2 separate regions of the Danio rerio genome follow, and region 1 is linked to region 2. Evidence: chromatin contacts called from public HiCAR-type data. All regions are on one chromosome and are shown on one strand. The core of a region is the stretch at or near the end of the contact, and the rest is flanking DNA. Distances in the headings are between cores, read along the strand shown.

Evidence for each region. HiCAR-type assays count read pairs that join an accessible place to other places.
Region 1: a HiCAR-type map of caudal fin shows a contact between it and region 2, with 11 times the contacts expected there. The contact joins two enhancer-like sites. A contact is called at or near these places in 4 of 18 Hi-C or Micro-C datasets (caudal fin, embryo, hematopoietic stem cells and 1 more) and 3 of 4 datasets of contacts at active chromatin or transcription factors (caudal fin, embryo and gastrula embryo).

The regions. Positions count from the first base shown.
Region 1 is chr23:35,891,280-35,897,331 of GRCz12tu, forward strand. All of the region lies in intron 8 of plxna2 (plexin A2), which reads right to left. Among named protein-coding and RNA genes, the nearest start is that of dre-mir-205, 340 kb to the right of the region's middle. Within about 2 kb of position 4,107, at least 4 of the 62 cell types and tissues checked have an H3K27ac peak or open chromatin away from gene starts, as enhancers often do.
Region 2 is chr23:35,679,968-35,686,367 of GRCz12tu, forward strand. The region is part of intron 12 of plxna2 (plexin A2); the gene reads right to left. Among named protein-coding and RNA genes, the nearest start is that of cd34, 240 kb to the left of the region's middle. Within about 2 kb of position 3,629, at least 4 of the 62 cell types and tissues checked have an H3K27ac peak or open chromatin away from gene starts, as enhancers often do.

The DNA of each region.
Region 1 (6,052 bases), core at 2,857-5,356, 210 kb after region 2:
AGATGCCTTTTCAGCTGCAACCCAGTACTGGGAAACACTCATACACTATGGCCAATTTCTTTCATTCTTTTTCATTTCGGCTTAGTCCTTTAATTCATCAGGGGTCACCACAGTGGAATGAACCGCCAATTTATTCATCATATGTTTTACGCAGTGAATGCCCTTGCAGCTGCACTCATAAAGACTCATAATGAGAGAAACACTCATACACTCTCTTTATGACACGTACACTACGACCAATTTAGTTTATTGAATTCATATGTAGTGCATGTCTTTGGACTGTGAGCACCCGGAGGAAACCCAAGCCAACTTCACACAGAAATACCAACTGGCCCAGCCGGTACTTGAACCAGACCTTCTTGCTGTTGACAGTGCTAAGCTCTGAGCCCCCATGCCTCCCCAGTAGTATATGTGCCATAAATAAATATATATATATATATATATATATATATATATATATATATATATATATATATATATATATATATATATATATATATATATATATTCTAAGATAAAATAAAAAATCCCTAGTCACAAATCACTCCCAGCTCTTCTCATCTGGGCTCATATATAGTACATACTGTATACAAGGAGACTCGTTTCTCTCATTTGATTCTGTGATCAAAAGTTTCTTCATAATCAGGGGTGCTGCTGCTTTTAAATAAATATGCGTCTATATATAATCACAGGAGTTTACATTTTGCTTTTCTTACAGAGGAGTTTAAGGTTAAACCTTGCATTCCAGTTTTACATGAAATATTTCCCAGCATCGCAGAATTCAACTACTAATATATGACCGCCAGACAAGATTAGTGGACCATTAACAGTCTCTTTCTTCAGTTAAAAGAGATATTGCATCATCAATTCCTTTTTACAGACTACATCAATCTTTTCCTCATTCTTTTTAGTTTACTGGGGGGAAATACTCTCACATCAGACACCAGGGAAAGATGCTGGAGGTAATAGAACAACCGCAGAAAGGCTCACTGCAGAATTTTGTCACATTTTCCTCTGTCTCTGAATCTTTTAAAGTGGCATTCAACAATCGATAACTTGATCGGTTAGCTCAAACAGAAATGGATTACACATTGGACTGTCTTCTACATCTTTGTACTTAAAAGGGAGCATCGCAGGAGCACTTATTCCATGATCCATCAATAATTTAGAGTGGGAAAAGAACCGGTGGCAGCCATCAAAAGTATTGCAAAACTGCCAGAGGAGAAGAGAGCATCTACCGAGTCTTGTGTAAGTAGCGCCTACTAAAAGCCGTGTGTACTTTTAAGAGAGACATGGTCAATATCTGGAGGGCGTCCATATTGAAGTTCCACTACACTAACTCTAAAATGCATCTTAGTCATCCACTGGTAATCAAATATAGGTTTTCTTCAATATATTATTCCCCGGCCTGTTCAGTGCAAATACTGTAGTATGTTTAAATGAAGGATAATCTGATTTAAATTGAAAAGATAAAGCTCAATTCTGTTTGACTGAGACATATACTCATTTAAAAAAATGAATGCCATTAGTAAAATAGATTCTGTACAAACTTTACTAGATGTGCAACTGCTTTTTGAAGCATGGAACCATGGCAGTGGTTATAAGCTGCTAAAACCAATGCAGCAAATGTGTAAATCCAGTAAAAAAAGGATTACTATAAGGAGAAATGTCACAGCATTTGGGATTTTTTTGGGGTAAACTTATGGTAAACCAGTGTACACAAATCAAAACCCAATTTGAGCTTTGGTGAAAAAGCCTAAACTACAATATAGGAAGCCCATGTTCTTCGTGTCTGTGTGAATGAATGATGGGTTTTTGTGTACTATACACATTAAGGCATGCGTAACGCTCACTGTGTTTTCTGTCATCTCACTATGCAAGAACATGGAAATACGTCCAACTTTTATTACTTAATTTTTTTGGTAAACTATCCATTTAAAGTCCATGTGAAATTAAAATGTACAGTGTTTATTTTTGTAGTGCAAATTGTTATTATTTAAGTGATCAATTAAGCCTTAGAAAATCTAATGTTAGTTTTGGTAATCTTGAATCAAAGTCTAACCATTTGCTTCCGCATTTGGAGTGTCAGTTCTTTTCCGCTGGTGTCAGTTTTTACAGTTAATATTCTTAACTATGCTCCATACCGTTGAGGGAAGGATGCACAAAAAAGCCCTTTACTCAATATTCCTTTTCAAAAGTCTCAGCAACTTCACAGGAACTTTAAGCATTATCACAGCAACCTATCAACAAAAGCTAAGTTTAAATTATTAATATATAAAAAAATGTAAAAATATTTTATTAAGCTTATTTTAAAATCTAGCTAATTAACTTAAAAAATTTGAATATTTAGAATATATTTTAAGTTTGGGTTCAGTAATATCTTTATAATTTTTATTTAACAAGGATGCATTAAATTTATCAAGGAGTAGGACTTTTAGAAAATTGTGTTTTTAAATTTCGAGTGAAATTCTACTTTAAATTAAAAGCTATTTATTTTCTTGATATTCCTCAGAGACTTTGTTTGGAAAACATTTTCCTGAAATTTTTGTTTTAGAACAACAACTTTTAATATAAAATGTTTTTAAACCTCAAAATCAGTAAGGGCTGAACAAAACAAAACAAAACGAACGAAACGAAACAAAACAAAAGCACAAAAAGTAAATAAATGAATAAATAAAAATAAAATAAAACAAAATTTTGAATAACAAATACCATTTTGAATACATTTTAAAATAAATCAAAAATAAAATTTTAAATTCAAGTTAAACATTTAAAAATGCATTTAATTATATTTAAATTGAATTATAATTACATTTCAATAATATTTTAGCTACTTTATAAATAAAATTAGATAAAACATCATAAACATATACACACATACATTTTGTATACCACATATATTAACCACACTCCGCTTACCATTAGTTTGCTATAAGAGAATGATGCACAAAATGAAATCCCTCTACTTATTATTCCATTTCAGTAGGATGTGCATCAAAAGTCTTAGCAACTTCAGAGGGACATTAAGCATTATCACAGCAACCTATCAACAAAAGTTAAGTTTAACTTATTAATTAATATATACATTTTTTTTTATTTTTTTTATTTTATTAAGCTTATTTTGAAATCTAGCTTATCAACTTTACAAAAAACTATTAGTAATGTTTATTTTTTTTATGAAGAAGGTGCAAAACAACCAAAAAAATAATTCCAACTGCACAACATGAAGTGATTAATAAATAGTACAAATGTGAAGCAAATTCACTTTTTAGCTATCTCTGTTGAAAAGATGCATGCATTATAAATATGCAGATATTGTTCAGATATCTCAAAGATATCCTTTAGTCATAAACTCAATTAGAAACATGCTAAAAATGCAAATATGTTAAATATGACATATTTACTGTAGTTGATTAGTTTGTAGTGTATTAGTGCCTGATAACTTTCTAGCAACTTGTGTTCTATATTTTTTTTCCATTATTTTCTCCCCCATTGGGATTATTATAATATTTGTAAATCTTGTGAAAATTCCATATGGAGAACATAAATATAGTTTTTTTTTTACTATTAAAAGCAAAGTCTTTTCAAGTCTTTTTTCTTCTTTAAACATGCTGGACATGTTTAACCACTGATGTACTATATTTTTCGGATTTCAGCATGAAACAGCATTCTGAAAAGTTTAAATCATTTTAATTTAGTTATAGTGTCTCATAACCCCCATTCCACTGGCTGCATGTCTAAATGTAAAAATGTTAATTGTTGTATTTAAAACTGTAGTTTCTTGTTCAAAAAATACATAATTGCTTATTCTTGGCAAAACATTTATATCTAAAAATCAGAAACATGACTCTACTCTAAACAATGGTGTCTTATTAAAGGCATAAGTGAGCAAATAATTTGAACTATTTTTATGGGAATAAAAACACAGCATTTAAGCACGCACCAGCATCAGCCCACATTCCACAGGCTGCAGTTATTCAAGCTCAAGTCGATGAAAAGGAAACATTTGACTTTGGCCATTTGAAGTCAGCAGTGACAGATGTGTATGAATGGAGACTGCAGCTGTGTACCGGAGAACACATGTCCCGTGTTAAAACCACTGCGCGGCTTGACTCAAGGTTGAGCTCAAGTGCCAGCCTTGGAACGAATGCTATAATTGGTACAATCCATGAAACATTATCCCTGTCTGACCTTGGCTGTGGTCTTACAATCTGAGCCTAATTACTAATGATTGCTGGACTCTGAGGTGCAGTGAACGTGCCCAAATCAGGTCCGGCTTCCAGATGGTGAAAAAGTAAAATGGATCTGAAATATTTCAGAAGACTCAATTAAAACTGTCGATTATGTTTGCAGCAGATTATTAGGGTAACGACAAGTGGAAGTACTAAAAAAAATGGGTCTGTTTTCACTTTTCACTGTACATAGAAATACAAAACTGCAAATATACGGGTTTTCATGTTTTAAAGTTGCATATGGATTTATAAATGATACTGTTGAAAATTTGGGGGCTGTATTGTGTTTATTTCTTAAGACTTCAAGATTTTTATTTAACCTATGCTTTAAATGTATGAAGCCAATAGGACTTTTTGAAAATTGTATTTTTGAAATTCTAGTTAAATAGTATTTGAAATTAAACGCAATTTATTTTCTTGTTATTTATCACAGACTTCTTTTGATTTTTCCCCGAAAATTACTTGAAAGCTGAAACTTGTTTATAACAATGACAACTAGAAATGTTTGTTTATTAAATAAAAATAAAAATTACCTGACAAAACAAACTAAATAAAATATATAATAAAATAAATATATAAAATAAAACAAAATAAAACAAAATAAAATTAATAAATAAAACAAATTTTATTAATAAATTACATTTTGGATACCTTTACAAATAAAACAAAATACAATATTCAATGTTAAACATTTAAAAAAATATTTAATTATATTAAAATTAATTTATAATAAAATTGCAATAATATTTTTATTCATTTAGCTACTTTATAAATATTGTTGGTTAATATTATCATAAACATATACACACACAGATTTTGTATACCATAAGTATTTTCCTACTAATTTATCCTATGTAATTTTTTACAATAATATTATCTTCAATTGATGTAAATGGCTTAAAGTTTCTTCAGACTGTATATATAAGCAATTTCACACAAGTAGCAGTGCAATGTGGCTGTATTTTCGCACTGGTGGGAGGCAGCTCAAAGAGCAGCAGAAACTTAAATTTAGAGTTAATATTTGAATGATTCTCTAGCGTAATGTCTAATGTGATGACAAAACAGGTTATTTTGCTTACATTTTAAGATTATAAGGTCTACAGAGTTACATCAATCTACAGAGATATCTCCCAGCATTTCTCTGTTGCAATCGGAAGATCGCAATAATTATCCCCGAAAAACTCAAGCAATGCAAACACTAACAGATTACTGTTGTGTTTGCGATAAGGAAAAAAAAACTCTAAACACATGCAGGCTTTTATTTTTTCTTTCTTTTTACTGAACTAGTCTGCCTTACCGAAAACAGGAGAAGCATTAGAAACAAACAGATGGCCAACCAAATAACAACTTAGGGTTTTACATAGAGTGGTCAACACAAAATACATACATTCCTGATTTGCGAGTCCTATCTCACACTCAATTCATTACAATTATATGGTATAAATACACCACTACAACATACAAAAAAAAAAAGATCGACTTGGAAAGTCACTTACCTGTTTAATAATGATATGATCAGCTGTAGTTATCTGTTTATAGGGCTTATTATGCAGACTCTGTCACCATCCTGTGGATAAACAATGTCAACTGTCTTTGCTCTGCTCAAAGACAGGCTCATGGCCACTGACGTGCTGTCTCTCAGAAATGAAAATGCATAATGCATTAACAACTACATTAACAACAAAAAAAGGTCAGAGAGAACATGCAAACTCCACACAGAAACGCCAACTGAGCCGAGGTTCGAACCAGCGACCCAGCGACCTTCTTGCTGTGAGGCGACAGCACTACCTACTTCGCCACTGCCTCAACGGTAGACAGAA
Region 2 (6,400 bases), core at 2,379-4,878:
GAATTACCGTGAGACAGCGTTGGCATGACTGTCATAATCATAATCACATAAGAAATGTAAGGACACGTTTTTCTATGTTGTGTTTTTTATGTTGTGTTGTGGTTCTACTGCTCTGCTGTCTGAAGTATGATTATCATTCTTCAGCCTGCTGTTTTATGGAGTTTTGATGGTTGTAAGAGAGGAAATGATTCAAAATAACAAACCCGAGTGGTTGAGTCATGCCTGAATTCACTGCCACTAAACGTTAGCTTTAATGCGAATGGTATTCTAGAGTACTGGATGTTGCTGTACAAAGTATGTGCAATACAATGATAAATGCTGTTTAAACATCTTCAGCATCATGTATTATGCATTTATAAATAAATGTATACATTCAATTAAATTATCCAATTTTCATATATCACCCAGCTAATTTAAAATATTAATTAAGTAATAGATTTAAGAATTGTATTCAGTATTTCGTATATTACTTATTTAAATAATAGATTTAAGAAATAACTGTAAATATTAAATTCTTAATTTAAAAATTACTTATTATTATTATTATTATTATTATTATTATTATTATTTTATTTTATTATTATTATTATTCAATAATTGTTCTTTCAAAAATTGAGGAAATAATATATTTAATGTATTAATGTTCAAACATTATTTAACAAGATAATAAATTAATTATAAAAGTAAAAAAATATATATTTAGGTAGAATTGTTTTCATAATTACAAAAGAAAAGAAGTTATATCCAATTAAATGTTGTAAAACTACATATATTTTATCACTTATTTGAAAACTGCATTCATTTTAAATCAATTTGTTCTAAAACCGCAGTTGTCATTTCTTACTGGCGCTTATATTATGTTATATTATATTATATTATATTATATTATATTATATTATATTATATTATATTATGTTATATTATGTTATATTATATTATATTATATTATATTATATTATATTATATTATATTATATTATATTATATTATATTATATTATATTATATTGTATTATATTATATTATATTATATTATATTTCACTTTGGATATTTTACATATTATTCTATGCACTTTGAATGCATAAGAAAAATGTAGTTTATTTATTTGACAGGAGGCTTGAAAAAATTGACTAAATGGAAATATGATAAATACATATACACAACATTATAATTCTTTACATAAAATTACTGAAGGCAAAAGCAAAGGCGACATAATCCAACAAACTAATAGACTATTTGTGCAAACACTGCTGTTTTGTTTTTAACCACTTTTTAAGAAAACGACTAAAATATTTATATTACTTTCTGATTTTAGACTAACAGGTAAATAATTTCACAGTTTGGCTCCCTTTACAAAGAAAACAGATTGACCAAAAGAGGTCTTACACTTTGTCACTAGACAGTCACCATTAGCAGTTGCCCGTGTGACTCTGTGAGAGGTTTGATGCCGACTGATTAAATCAGAAAATAGGATTGGAACATGATTATTAAAACATTTAAAAACCAATTTAAGATAACTACATTTGATAAAACTATCAAAACTAAAAAGGTTATGTTTACATAAAACTTCACATGATGCCACCGCATAGGCTTTAAGTCCATAACTTTAAATGCTTGTTTATATTTTGGGTCAATAGGCCTTAATGTAGTTAAAGAGGCTTGTGTCCATGATGTAATGCAATATGTCAAGTGAGAGAGTGTGTGTCAGTGTGTGCATGTATAATTTTGTAGCTTAATATGTTAAAAACCTTCTAATAAAATGAAAACAGTTTAGACTTGGCTTAATATTCTTACTTAAATTTTTAACATGACTATCAAATTTTAAATTAATATCTAGAGTTATGCCAAAGATACTTAAATTCATTCACTTCTTCAATAACTTTATTTTTAATCAGCACCTCAAATGTATCCCGTACAGGCCTATTTTTTTATAGAGAAGCAATAGAAACTGTTTTATTGACATTCAACGTTAAATAAGACAGCTCAAGCCATCTTTAAATATTTTGTAAAGCCCTGCACGGTGTTTTAGCTGACACATAGATGACTGTATCATCTGAATATAACTGGCCGTTAATCCCAGGTCAGCAATCTGGAAGATCATTTATGTACATTGTAAACAACAATAAGCCAAGAACAGACCCTTGAGGTACTCCCATATTGCTAGAACTCACAGATGACTTCACTCCATTGACCCACACACATTGCTGTCTCCCACCCAAATAAGACCCAAACCACTGTAAAGGTCAGACCTTTAATAGTTAAGAATAATGCTCTGATCTGTATCTTAAATAACATTAATAATTAAAATAATAAATAACTTAAATATACATTTGACCACCCCTATAATGGTTCATACCATTGTGAATGCAAGTTTGCGACAAAAGTATGAATTAATCGCTTTGAAACTGGCAAATGTAGAGCACCAGCAGACAGCGTAAGTGTTCACAAAACATGTTTCTTGTAAAATAGACGTTTGTACTGTAGGTGTCTATAAAACTAATTGCAGACTTTGCATTTTATTACACACTTGCTTACATGGAAGTTTAACAGTAAAATAAAAAAAATACAGTTGAAGTCAGAATTATTAGCCCCCCTGAATTATCAGACCCCCCCCCATTTCTGTTTAACGGAATGACAATTTTTTTCAACACATTACTAAACATAATAATAAAAGTTTTAATAACTAATTTCTAATAACTGATTTATTTTCTCTTTGCCATGATGACAGTAAATAATATTTTACTAGATATTTTACGTGACTCTTCTATACAGCTTAAAGTGACATTTAAAGGCTTAGGGGCTAATAATTATGTCACTAAAATGGTTTTTAAAAAATCATACTGCTTTTATTCTAGCTGAAATTAAACAAATAAGACTTTCTCCAGAAGATAAAACATTATCAGACATACTGTGAAAATTTCTTTGCTCTGTTCAACATAATTTGGGAAATATTTAAAAAAAATAATAATAATAAAATCAAAGGGGGGCTAATAATTATGACCAGTCTTTTATATCACAAATGTCATTGAGAACCACTCAATATCCCTCAAAACACTAAACATAGTAACACATTTGATTCATAAATTTGATGTAATTGAATTAAATATACAAATTTGGCTAACTGAGGCATATTACCGAACCTAATCGAAAAACTTGACCCCCCCTTTCGTCAATGTATAATTTGCACCCTGAGTGTGAGTACAGTATATCAGAGAGAGAGACAGAGTGAGAGAGAGAGAGAGAGAGAGAGAGAGAGAGAGAGAGAGAGAGAGGGAGAGAGATTGAGAGAAAAAAATAATGTTTCCCCACAGCACGGATCAAACCCTGATCCCGCTGTGAAGATCGGCTCCCTCCTGCAACGCCCAACACAACCAATGCAAACAAGACCCAAACACCAAACACTCATATTGCATAACGCTAAATATGCTTACATTCAAGCCTTAAACACTAAAGACTCTCCTCCTCCCTCCCTCTTTCTCCCTATAATGAGCTCAATCCTGAAAGCGATTATGGTTCGGCTGGAATGATCTCCGCTGGATCACTGATATTAAAACAGCCTTTGACCTCAATAGATTTCAGCCAATCAGATCATCTGCAGGATTAGTGTTCTCCACGGGGCCCGAGGAGATTACGTCTCCTAAATCTGACAGCAAAACTTCAGACTGTTTGTGTCTCAAGATGGTGACGTCTGCGGGTCATATGCCAGGTATAGACAGATATCAGACAGATGCTGTTTGCCTCAATAGTGTAAACACAGCAGATTTAGTGCTGCCTCATATGCTCAAACACTGTGTCTCTCGCTCTTTTTGTTTTTTTCTCTCTCTCTCTCAATCACATGGCGTGCAGCAGCTGGCGATAATTAGAGGGATTTTTTAGCAGATCACACTGTTCTGAAGTGAGGTAAAAACGAAGAGAGAGACACCACATCATTTCTAAAGCTTGGCTCGCACTGAGCAGTTTGGGCCATGATTTGGTCGTCTGAGGCCAATTTTGGAAATTCCAAAAGATTTTTATTATTCTAGATTAAATCTTTGGTCTTTGATCATTTGATTGGCGATTAAAGGCCATTGAGATCTAATTTTCTCTCTGAAATTCTGGCAGTGTGACTTCTTCATGATGAGCATCAAACCAAGAACCAATATCTTGTTATGTGTTTTGTTTTTGAATTTGAAATCAGTTTTTTAGAATAGGAGGTTTTGGAGTGTTTAGCCACTCTTGTCATTTTTGTTTATTTGGTGTATTATGTTTATCTTGGTATTAGCTTTGGAGTATATGTAGGCCCACACGGAATCTGCAGGCAGAATTCTGGAGATTTTTAGCCCATAATTGATTCTGTCTTTTTACTTTTGTAAATGTGTGTAAAATTATATTTAGTCAGTTTTTAAATTAATATTAGTAATATTATTGTCTAATATGAAAATATTTATATGATTTATTTACAATAAAGTTTGTAAAGTATTATTTTCTGTCTTTTAGTGGATATATTATATAAGAGACTTATTTGTTTACTAAATAAATGGATGTAATTGGGTTTGCATTGTAAACATTAAATACAAGTTAAAAAGGTATTATTTTTATTTCATCTATTAAGGTTTTAGTTATGATACTCCAAAAATCATTCCGCATAAATCCGCAGGTTTTAACACAATTCTGCGCAGAAATAGCAAAAATGTCCGCAGATTTCGTCTGGCCCTATGTATTTATTTACATGACAAAGATTCCAGTGTATAGGCTATTATTCTTTATTTTGTCATTTTTGTTTTGTTAATTTCTTTGACTTGAGCTTGCTACTTAGCACTACTTTTGCACTATATATATTTTTAGAAACAAGCAAATCAAACACAGATGATTAAAGCAATGTAATAAAGTTATCAGATTGAATTGTTTTTTTTAAGAAGTAATGCAAGATTGTAATATATTACTAATAAAAGTAACTTTTTTCAACACCTGACACAAGAAATTTAATGTAGTATTTTAATAAATAAAATGTATTTTTAAATAAATTTAAATACATTTGAAATGTATTATTTAATGTAATAAATTATTATTATTTTTATGGTATTCCTTAAAGATTTTTTTTAAATTATCTTTAACACATTGAATTTAAAACTTTACACATATAATTTTTAATTATTATTTTACATTTTAAAGACAAGCGAATTATGAACGTTTATACATCAAAACAATAAACATATATCCACTTTTATATAAGGTTGTTTTACGTGCAGAAATTGTGCCACATGTCAGAATGTAGTAACATGTAAGAATATAGTAAAATGCAAGGAATTTTTAAATACAGCAACAGGTAAAAATACTAAAATAAATGTGGTCTATATGTTGAAATATCTGTGCCAAAAGATATATATAGGGAAGTCATCATGTCAGTTGAAGTTGCAAATTAGTGAACATAAATCAAGTATACGATGACAAGATAGAACTTCGGCAGTAGTAAGACATTTAATAGATTTTGGACATGACGCTAAACAACTAGAATGTATAGGAGTTGAAGAAGTATTTGAGTCACATAGAGGAGGAAATCTAAATAAAAGATAATTAGAAAGAGATTTTAGATTCATAAATTAAAATCACTTACACTAAGAGGAATGAATGAGGAGTTGGACCTTTCTATGTTTCTTTAATGGTTTGTTGTTTAGCTATAATATTGTGAATCATACATTTTGAGTATGTAATGATATAAATAATGAGATGAAAATGTAATTTTAATGTTTTGGACTGTCAGAATTTCATCGCATTGATGTAGACATGAATAAGTGAATGATGATTATTGATATGTTATTTCCCTGTGCAATAGAGATAATGCTTTAAAGGTGAAGGTAAATATTCCTCGTGCTTAATTACATTATATTAAAATTAAAATGAGATTAAGTGGCCTTCTAACCAATAATGTAATGTGGTTGACTGTGGAACAAAAGGGGGAAGTGAGGAATGAGGAAGACATTGTGCCAAAACGTCTGTTTTGTATCACCTATGAATGTAAAATAAAAGCTATACAAAGTAAATTTCATGAATGTGAATCATGACCTTCTGAACTACATACATATCATTTTCTATAATTATATACATTTCTATAAATAATCTTCCTTAAGTAGCTTTTTTTTTTATCACAGAACCCAAACATTTAAAGAATAAATCAATTTGACACAACTGACCCAGAGAGGCTCGAACCAGCAGCCTTCTTGCTATGAGGCAATTGTGCTACCCACTGCTCCACCACGCCACCCTTTATTAAATATTTACTTTCTGATAAGTCATCTCTGGTGATATAAGATATAATCACAACAGCAGAAGCATTTTTAATGTTTTAGCTATAAAACATCTTCTCCAGAACTTTAATGATTCCAAAACAGTGTGCTGATATCTGAACAACCTTAAATCTAACA